Regions from separate parts of the Mus musculus genome. Here regions 1 and 2 are each linked to region 3. The links are chromatin contacts, called in public Hi-C maps. All regions are on one chromosome and are shown on one strand. Each heading gives the region's core, a stretch centred on a gene start, on an enhancer-like site or on the middle of the called end of the contact. The rest is flanking DNA. Distances are from core to core; before and after follow the strand shown.

The links. A called contact is a pair of places that touch in the nucleus more often than the background predicts.
Region 1: a Hi-C map of bone marrow-derived macrophages shows a contact between it and region 3, with 28 read pairs. The contact joins two enhancer-like sites. A contact is called at or near these places in 1 of 484 Hi-C or Micro-C datasets (bone marrow-derived macrophages), 2 of 115 datasets of contacts at active chromatin or transcription factors (effector CD8 T cells and large pre-B cells) and 3 of 9 other capture datasets (adipose tissue, liver and pancreatic islet).
Region 2: a contact with region 3 is called in a Hi-C map of bone marrow-derived macrophages, with 28 read pairs. The contact joins two enhancer-like sites. A contact is called at or near these places in 1 of 484 Hi-C or Micro-C datasets (bone marrow-derived macrophages), 2 of 115 datasets of contacts at active chromatin or transcription factors (bone marrow-derived macrophages and large pre-B cells) and 2 of 9 other capture datasets (adipose tissue and liver).

What each region holds. Positions count from the first base shown.
Region 1 is chr12:100,576,896-100,579,595 of GRCm38.p6, forward strand. Rps6ka5 (ribosomal protein S6 kinase, polypeptide 5) reads right to left here. Exons shown (of 17, transcript NM_001330702.1): 9 at 827-988. Among named protein-coding and RNA genes, the nearest start is that of Ttc7b, 57 kb to the left of the region's middle. Within about 2 kb of position 1,291, at least 12 of the 459 cell types and tissues checked have an H3K27ac peak or open chromatin away from gene starts, as enhancers often do. A contact at or near this core is called in bone marrow-derived macrophages, where this site is marked.
Region 2 is chr12:100,608,679-100,611,378 of GRCm38.p6, forward strand. All of the region lies in intron 5 of Rps6ka5 (ribosomal protein S6 kinase, polypeptide 5), which reads right to left. Among named protein-coding and RNA genes, the nearest start is that of Ttc7b, 89 kb to the left of the region's middle. Within about 2 kb of position 1,278, at least 6 of the 459 cell types and tissues checked have an H3K27ac peak or open chromatin away from gene starts, as enhancers often do. A contact at or near this core is called in bone marrow-derived macrophages, where this site is marked.
Region 3 is chr12:100,876,898-100,879,597 of GRCm38.p6, forward strand. It overlaps Gpr68 (G protein-coupled receptor 68), which reads right to left. Exons shown (of 3, transcript NM_001177674.2): 3 at 1-2,515. The coding sequence starts at 2,386. The coding sequence ends at 1,289. Among named protein-coding and RNA genes, the nearest start is that of Gm36572, 15 kb to the right of the region's middle. Within about 2 kb of position 1,259, at least 48 of the 459 cell types and tissues checked have an H3K27ac peak or open chromatin away from gene starts, as enhancers often do. A contact at or near this core is called in bone marrow-derived macrophages, where this site is marked.

The DNA of each region.
Region 1 (2,700 bases), core at 41-2,540, 300 kb before region 3:
CCAAAGTCTTTAAAAATAAATCTGTTTGTCTCCCTCCCTTCCGTTTTTGATTTTTGTTTTTTTGAGACAGGGTTCTACTGGCAGCTGTGTTCACTGTGTAGCTGAGGGTGACCCTGAACTTCTTACCCTCTGGAACACTGGGATTTCAGGTGAGTGCTACCAGACCCAGTTTTATGCAGTACTAGAAACTAAAGCCAGAGTTTCCTGCCGGCTAGGTGAGCACTCTACATCTCTGGCCCCCTCGATTCAAGACTTTAAGAATTAGAGAGCATGTATAATTTATTATTCACTGAAGATAAAGGTCCAGGTAACACTGAATAGTTTAAAGAATGGAGTAAAAAATAAAATAGCATTATAATTTTCACATGAGCCTCAGCAGAAATGAATTTTCAAGTATAAAATGAATACCTCGTCATAAAAAACAAACAGAGGTTGGTTGTTCGAATGCACACCTTTGATCCGAGCTACGGAGAAGCAGAAGTTCAAGACGCGTCTGTTATATATAGTGAGCTCCAGAATAGCCAGGGTTACACAGCATGACCCTGTCTCAAATGAACAGACAAAATATCCCACTAAACAATCCAAATCCCAAAACTCCAACTTCTGTCTCAAAAAAACAAAACAAAACAACAAAAAAACCTAAAACATACACATTAAAAACTATAATAAAATCTATTTAGTAAACTGCAAACTTCCAGATAGTACCTCAACATATCTCTAAATTTAGTTCTGAAGAGATTATAGAATTCTTATTTTATGCCAACAAACCACCTCACTAGGAAAACTGGCTTTCTTCCAAAGCATGTCTGGCATGCTGCAACTTTACCTGAAACAGTCGCTCGGAGCTCTGTGGCAAGGCAGCGGGAGAGTAGGTGGGGTCCATCTCTGTGAACTCTTCAGCGAAGTTACTCACATCTAACTCATCCCGGATCACCGGCTTGAATGGCGCAGGCACTTTTTTGGCAGCTAAGTCATCCCACTTTATCTTCTAGAGCACAGCAAGAAGATTGGGACAAGTCAAAAAAAAAATCAAACTATATTATGAACAATAGATATGGTTACTTTGTTTTTTCTTTTTTAAAGACAGAGTCTTACTTGGTAGCTCTAGCAGGCTGGAACTCTCTACTGCAACAGTTCTCGACCTCCCTAATGCTGTGATCCTTACTACAGTTCCTCATGTTGTGATGACCTTCAACCAGAAAACTATTTTCATTGCTACTTTGTAACCATAACTTTGCTCCTGTTATGAATCATAGTGTGAATATCCATGTTTTATGATGGTCTTAGATGACCCCTGTGAAAGGTTTGGTGGTCAAACGATCCACATGTTGAGAACCATTACTCTATGTAAACTCACTGGCTTTGAACTGAGATATGCTTGCCTCTGCCTCCCAAGTGCTGGGATTAAAGGTGTGCGCCACCACTCTTAGCTAAGAGCACAGTTACTAGCAAGTCTGATTTAAATAAGAGTACATATTTCAAACTAAGGATTAAAAATATTTTTTTTCCAAGAATGATCCCATTTTCAGTCTGTAGTATGTGGAAGGTGCCTGAAGCTTTCTTAATGCAGGAATCTCAGTGTCCTCTAGAGGGCACCAAGACATAACCTCAGAGATAACAGAATAAATTACTTTTGTACTGAGCCTTGGCAGAAAAGAATTAAGCCAAAATGAAAGCCAACCAACCAACCAACCAACCGACCAACCAACATCTCCCCCAAACCATAAAATACTGCTATAGTGGTTGAAGTGTATTCTGTGGCTGTGATACCAACCCCTATTTTCTAGGGACTCACTGAGTTCTCCTCTTACACTGGTTTCCCTTTGGGTCGCTGGACTGATTACGAAGTAAAAGTGCCATGAGTCAAGTGTGTGTGTACACTGGAGGGCTTGCTATTGTAGCTCATTCAACCCCATTCAATATTGAGTGAGATACTGCCTCTTGTTTCCCATACACACTGTCTGAGTAACTAACTCGTTCTGTATTATTCTAATTCAATCCTCTGTTGTTTCTTTATGTGCCTTCTTTAAAATATTCTCAGTTCTTACTGAATTGAATTTTAAAGATTTCTTACTCAGTCTTCAAAACAAGGTGATACCATCATGCTATATAGCATTAAGACAGAGAAGCACCACCAGTAGGAGACATGATTTCCAACTTAGAGATGGATATTGACTCAGTGGTGGGGAAATGTGAAACCTACACTTGATGAAATTAACAAAATAGGTTCTTTTATAAAGGAAGTAGAAATAATTATGTGGTAATTCTTCAAGCTTTTCAGTTATGATGAGAGAGATAATTTCTTTCTTTTTTTTTTATTTGTCTCAGAAATAATCTGAGGCTCAGAAATAAGAGCTAAATATTTTTCACTGAAGTATTTGTTGCTAGAAGTGTGGACTAGAGTTCTGTCCACTTTCTAGCTAGTGTTCACTCCTCTGTGAGGCTGTGGTAGCTTCTGTTACAGCCATCTGCTTTGTGCTTCCCTGACTGAAGATACACCAAGAAACATTCTGGGCCAGGTGAAGTGGCTTGGCACAGTAAGGATGTCTGCTGGCCAACATGCCACTCTGAGTTTGTCCCTCAGCATCCCACATGGCTGAGCAAAGAACTGACTTCCATGAGTTGTCTTTTCTCCTTCACATGTGTGTGTATGTACGAGCATGAGTGAATGTATGAACACACACACACACACACACACAC
Region 2 (2,700 bases), core at 28-2,527, 270 kb before region 3:
ATGCCGGCATTCTCTTAGGGGAGAGCACTTGGCCTGACCAGCAGAAAACAAGGACCCTTCTATCATAAGAGGAGAAGCAATTGCTGCAGTCACATAGGACGTTTGCTGATGTGTGACTATTCCATCCAAGATCTACCTAATTCTGGTCAGCTTTGCTTATTGTTTTTTAGCTTTCTTTTGTTCCGAGTCCCAACATTTCACCATTCTGTAGGAACCCAGTCTGTTTTCTCCTGCTACTAAGTAACCAGCCACCCATGCCTAGAAATACTCACCAAGTGATTCTTTCCAGCTTTGTATTTAGCCTAATTACCTAGCACGTAGAAGGGTCCTCAACAAACACATAGACTAAATGAGCAAATGGATGTGTGCATCTATGGGGAGAGAGGAGAGTAATTATCAGGTCTCTCTGTCAGGGGATAGCCCACACACTACATGCCAAAGACACTTTAGCAGTGTGGTGAGATACTTTAAACATGCCACTTCAAAAGAATCCACTGCCCTGAAATATATATCATAAAACTAGTCACAGGATCGAGACACCACCACAGACATGCTTCTGTGCAGCCTAGGCTTATCGGGTTGCAGACTCCTCTGCAGAGGTGTGGCTGCAAAGTTTCACGCTCAAAATCCCCAAATGACAGCATCTGTCAACTTTCTAAAACAGGGCGTCCTTTTTATTTATATGTCTGAGTGTTCTTCCTGAACATATGTATCTGAAGTGTGTCTGAGGTCATAAAATCACATCGGATTCCCTGGAACTGGAGTGACAAAAGGCTGTGAGCTGCCATGTAAGCACTGGGAACTGTATTCAGGTCCTCTGCAAGAACATAAAGTGCTCGTAATACTGAACTATCTCTCCAGCCCCGATCTGTTAAGTTTTTTGCTCTTGGTTTCCCAGTGGGAACCCTCGATATCCCTGTCTAAGACACTCCTGTGCTCACAGTGAGGTGCTGGAACAGGCCATGGGCCCCGGACGGTACAGGGTGTCACAGTTTGTTTTCCCCAGTAATTTCCATATGGCACACTCACTCTCAACTGTGCCTTGGATACAGTCCATCTTCCCTCATAGGTACCTAATCAACAGGGGTGGCCTAGGACCTGGGGATACAGGGACTCTTTTCTTTCTTTCTTACAGGACACCCAAACAACACTCCCAGCTCCTTAATAATCTACACTTCTGCTTGAGAAACAACTGGTCGCTATAGCCCAGAGCAGCTCTGGGGAGGCAGAGGAGCAAAGCAGTCTGCTGCTGAACCGCTTCCTTTACTGCTCTAGGATTCAGCTCAATCGGCCGTCTCATCCACCAAAATGTAGTTCCCGCTATCTGCCCTTCCCTTTAAGAGTATATACACACTTCTCTTTTTTACTTTAATAGAGTTTAAAGAGGAAACAATAAACATGTAATCCTCTTCATTTTAATAAAGTTGCCACTAAAACTTTTATAAAGGAACAAAATGTTTTAAAATAAAAAAAGAGACTTGGCAGTAGAGCTGGAGAGACAGCCTGGCAGTTAAGACCACTTGTTGCTCTCTCAGAGGACCCAGGTTCAGTTCCTAACACCCACGAGGCCACTCAAATCTATCTAAAACTCCAGTTCCAGGAATCCAATACCCTCATCTGGCCTCCACAGCACTGCAAACATGTGGGGCACAGACACACATGCAGGAAAAATACTCATATACATGCACACACACACACAAAAATCAAATAGAAGTAAATTTCTCAAAATCCATCTAAATCTATTTTATAACTATGATTCTATATCTAAGAAAATTTATAGCTACAACCACAGTGTCATGAAAGTAAGAGCTTCCCTAATTTTTTCTCATTTTACTATCTAGCTTAGAAGCAATCTGTAAATACATAGTGGATGAGTAAACAAAGTTAATATACCTATGATAAAAATTTAGGACTTTTAGTCTTAAACTAGAGTTATCTGGGAGGAGGAGCCTCAGTTGAGAAAATGCTTCCACCAAATTGCCTGTAGGAAGTTCGTATGCTAGTCTCTTGATTCAGTATTAATGTGGGAGGGCCTAGTCCATGGGCTGGGACGTTCCGCACACTCTGGCCAGGTGGTCTTGAGTTGTCTAAGGAAGGCCGACGGAAAAAGCCCGGGGAGCATGGCAGTAGGCAGCACTTCTTTTTGGCTTCTGCTTCAACTGCTGCTTCCAAATTCCTGTCCTGACTTCCCTCAGGGAAAAAGTATGACCTGAGAGTTGTAAGATAAAATAAACCCATTCTTCTCCAAGGATTGTGTGGGCATAATGTTTTATCACAGCAACAAAAATCCTAAACAAGACACTCGGGACTAGTTTTGGAAAATTCCAAAAAGCAGTCAGACCTGAAGACCAATTAATTATTTCGTACCTACAATGCTTAAGACCAGAAGTGCTTTAGATTACAATTTTTAAACTTGGATTCTAGCATATTATCACATATAAATGATATCTTGAAGGGCTGTTGTATTTTATCAAATGCTTTTTCAGCATCTAATGAGATGATCGTATGATTTTTTTTCTTTGAGTTTATTTATGTAGTAGATTGCATTAATGGATTTTTGTAGTATTGAACCAACCTTCCATCCCTGGAATAAAGTCTACTTGGTCATGGTGAATGATGGTTTTGATGTGTTCTTCAATTTGGTTTGCTAGAATTTTGAGTATTTTTGCATCAATATTCATAAGCAAAACTGGTCTGAAA
Region 3 (2,700 bases), core at 9-2,508:
AACACTTAGCTATCACCATTGGCCTGTAAGGACCGAGGCTGGGGAAGGTGTAGGTCTTTCTGGCATGCAGCCATCTCTGCCAACTCTCCTATACCAAAATGCAGCTTAAGCCAAACCTGTGGTCACGAGACATGATTGTGTGTGTGTGTGTGTGTGTGTGTGTGTGTGGTTAGTTCATTGCACTTAGGAACTCTGGGAAACTGTCACTGTCACACTCCTCTCAAAAGCTGCTGGATGCTCTATGGTGCATGGGGAGAAGGGTAGGAATTACTGACAACAGATACATGATCCTAGTTAGTATCAATGTCTTGGCATACAGTTGCCATGGACACCCTGCCATTTTTTTTATATTCTCCCTCTTTCTTCTCCCTTAGGCTCTCAGGTCTGACACTTAGACTAGACGGACACAAAAAGCTAATTAGGGCTGGGCAGTGGTGGCGCACGCCTTTAATCCTAACACTTGGGAGGCAGAGGCAGGCGGATTTCTGAGTTCGAAGCCAGCCTGGTCTACAGAGTGAGTTCCAAGACAGCCAGGGCTACACAGAGAAACCCTGTGTGCCAGGAACTTGGCTAAGGACGCAGTTTTAGGCCTAAGTCTTCTTATTAAGCTTTAGTACGATGTTTTGAGGGCCCCTGACATCTCTCCGGCATCCCTGGGGTTTCTTTGCCATCAGCCCTTGGGGGTGGGGCCCTGTTCCATAAGTTCTGTAAAGTGAGACGTGCCTGATGCTGGGGTTTCTTCCCTGACTGCCTCTCTGCTGTTATCCCTAGCCACCAACCCCGCCCCTGTTCTTCACCTTAACCAGTCCTCTGGCCTAGACTAGTTTAGAGGCAAGCTCAAATACTGATGGTGGCTATATAGCTTCCTGTGTCACACAAGACCATAGCACACTTGGGCTGGTATCGTCTGTGACAACAGGGGCACTGGAAGGCTTGGCAGGTGACCACGCAGGGTCCTACCCTCCTCTCCGCACCCCAGGCCTGCTGCTCTTTGCAAATCTCCTGGAAGTGACGATGCCGACTCCCTCCCATCTGCAGCCCAGGCGGCCACCAAGAACATGGGAGGAGACAGGGCTCATTCACACAGTCAGCAGTGCCCAGGCTCAGGACACGGAGCAGGTTTCCAGGGGCCAGAGGGACCTGGCTGTGGCCCAAACCATGGTTCCTTCCTGAGGAGAGAGGCACCCGTACATGGTAAAGTGGGAGACAGCCACCATGCAAGCTCCCGACCACAAGGCCTGTTGGTGAAAGCTCAGGGCCTAACTTAGCCTCATACACGTGACTCAAGCTAGGCCAACCCCACTGTGGAGGGCCCTCCCACTCCCAGTGAGCTAGGGGTCTGGAAGGCTGAGTGGAGCTTGGTTAACAATTCAGGTTCCTCGCCCTGGGCCCCACTTTTCCCAGAGGCCTCAGGGGCACCCAGAGGGTAGGCCTCCCTGGCCCTGCTTGTCCTAGAGCAGGTAAGGACAGCTAGGCAGGCTCCTCGGAGGCGGGCTAGGTCCCTGTGAGTGGTCTCACTGACAAAGCAGTACAGCACCGGGTCAGCTACACAGTTGAAGCTGGTGAGGAGGAGGGAGAAGTGATAGACGTTGAAGATGCTCTTGGCAAACTCACAGTTTCTCTCCCAGAGGCTGCGTACCAGCAGCAGCACGTGGTAGGGTAGAAAGCAAGCCAGGAAGATGACCACGGTGCTGAGCACCAGCCGCTGAATCTGGTCCTTGCGGCTCTTCTGTGTGCCGTGGCTGCGGCGCACAGCCCGCAGGATGCCCTGGTAGGAGGCCAGCAGCAGGCAGATGGGGAAGAGAAAGCCCACCAGGAAGCGGTAGTAGTTGATGCTACGCTGCCAGGCCTGGATAGGGTAATGCTCAAAGCAGACTCGGTGCTGGTCCTCGTCCTCAATGACCTCCTTGTGATTGAGGAAGTAGATGCTGGTCAGCAGCTCCTTGGCCCAGATGAGCACACTGACACCCACGGCTGCCTTCAGGGTGCGGAACTGGTGGAAGCGGAAGGGGTGGGCCACAGCCAGGTAGCGGTCGATGGAGATGCAGCAGAGGAAGCCCACGCTGATGTAAATGTTCTCATAGAGGAGGATGCCACACACCTGGCAGGATAGGTCACCATGGGACCAGTCGTCGTGCTGAAGCACGTACTGCAGCCAGAAGGGAAGTGAACAGATATAGAACAGGTCTGCAATGGTCAGGTTACACAGGTACACTCCCAGCTCATTCCGGGCCTTGATCTGCAAGTACCCGAAGTAGAGGGACAGGCAGTTGGCTGGGAAGCCCACCACCAGCACGGTCACATAGACCACTGGGGCTAGTGTCTGGTGGATGGTGTGGTCGATGGGGCAAGATAGTGAGGAGTTTTCTGTAGTGATGTTCCCCATCTTTGGGCCAGAAGGAGCCTTATTCCTCATGGGCTTGGAGATGGAGCCAATCCCTCTCTTGCCATCTTGTTTATAGAAGGTGATGCAAATGTATCAGGATCTAGGCATCACTGGTGGTAGGCGGACCCCCTAGAAGTGAAGGTGGAAAAGACTTTGAATAATCACAGCTACCGTTTATGTGACACCTGTCATTATCAGGCACTGTTCTATATGCTATATTCATTTAAACTCTGGACCAGGCCGGGCAGTGGTGGCGCACATTCCAAAACACCAATGTGCAGCTTATGGCTCCCTGTCTCTGCCTTCCCTTATTT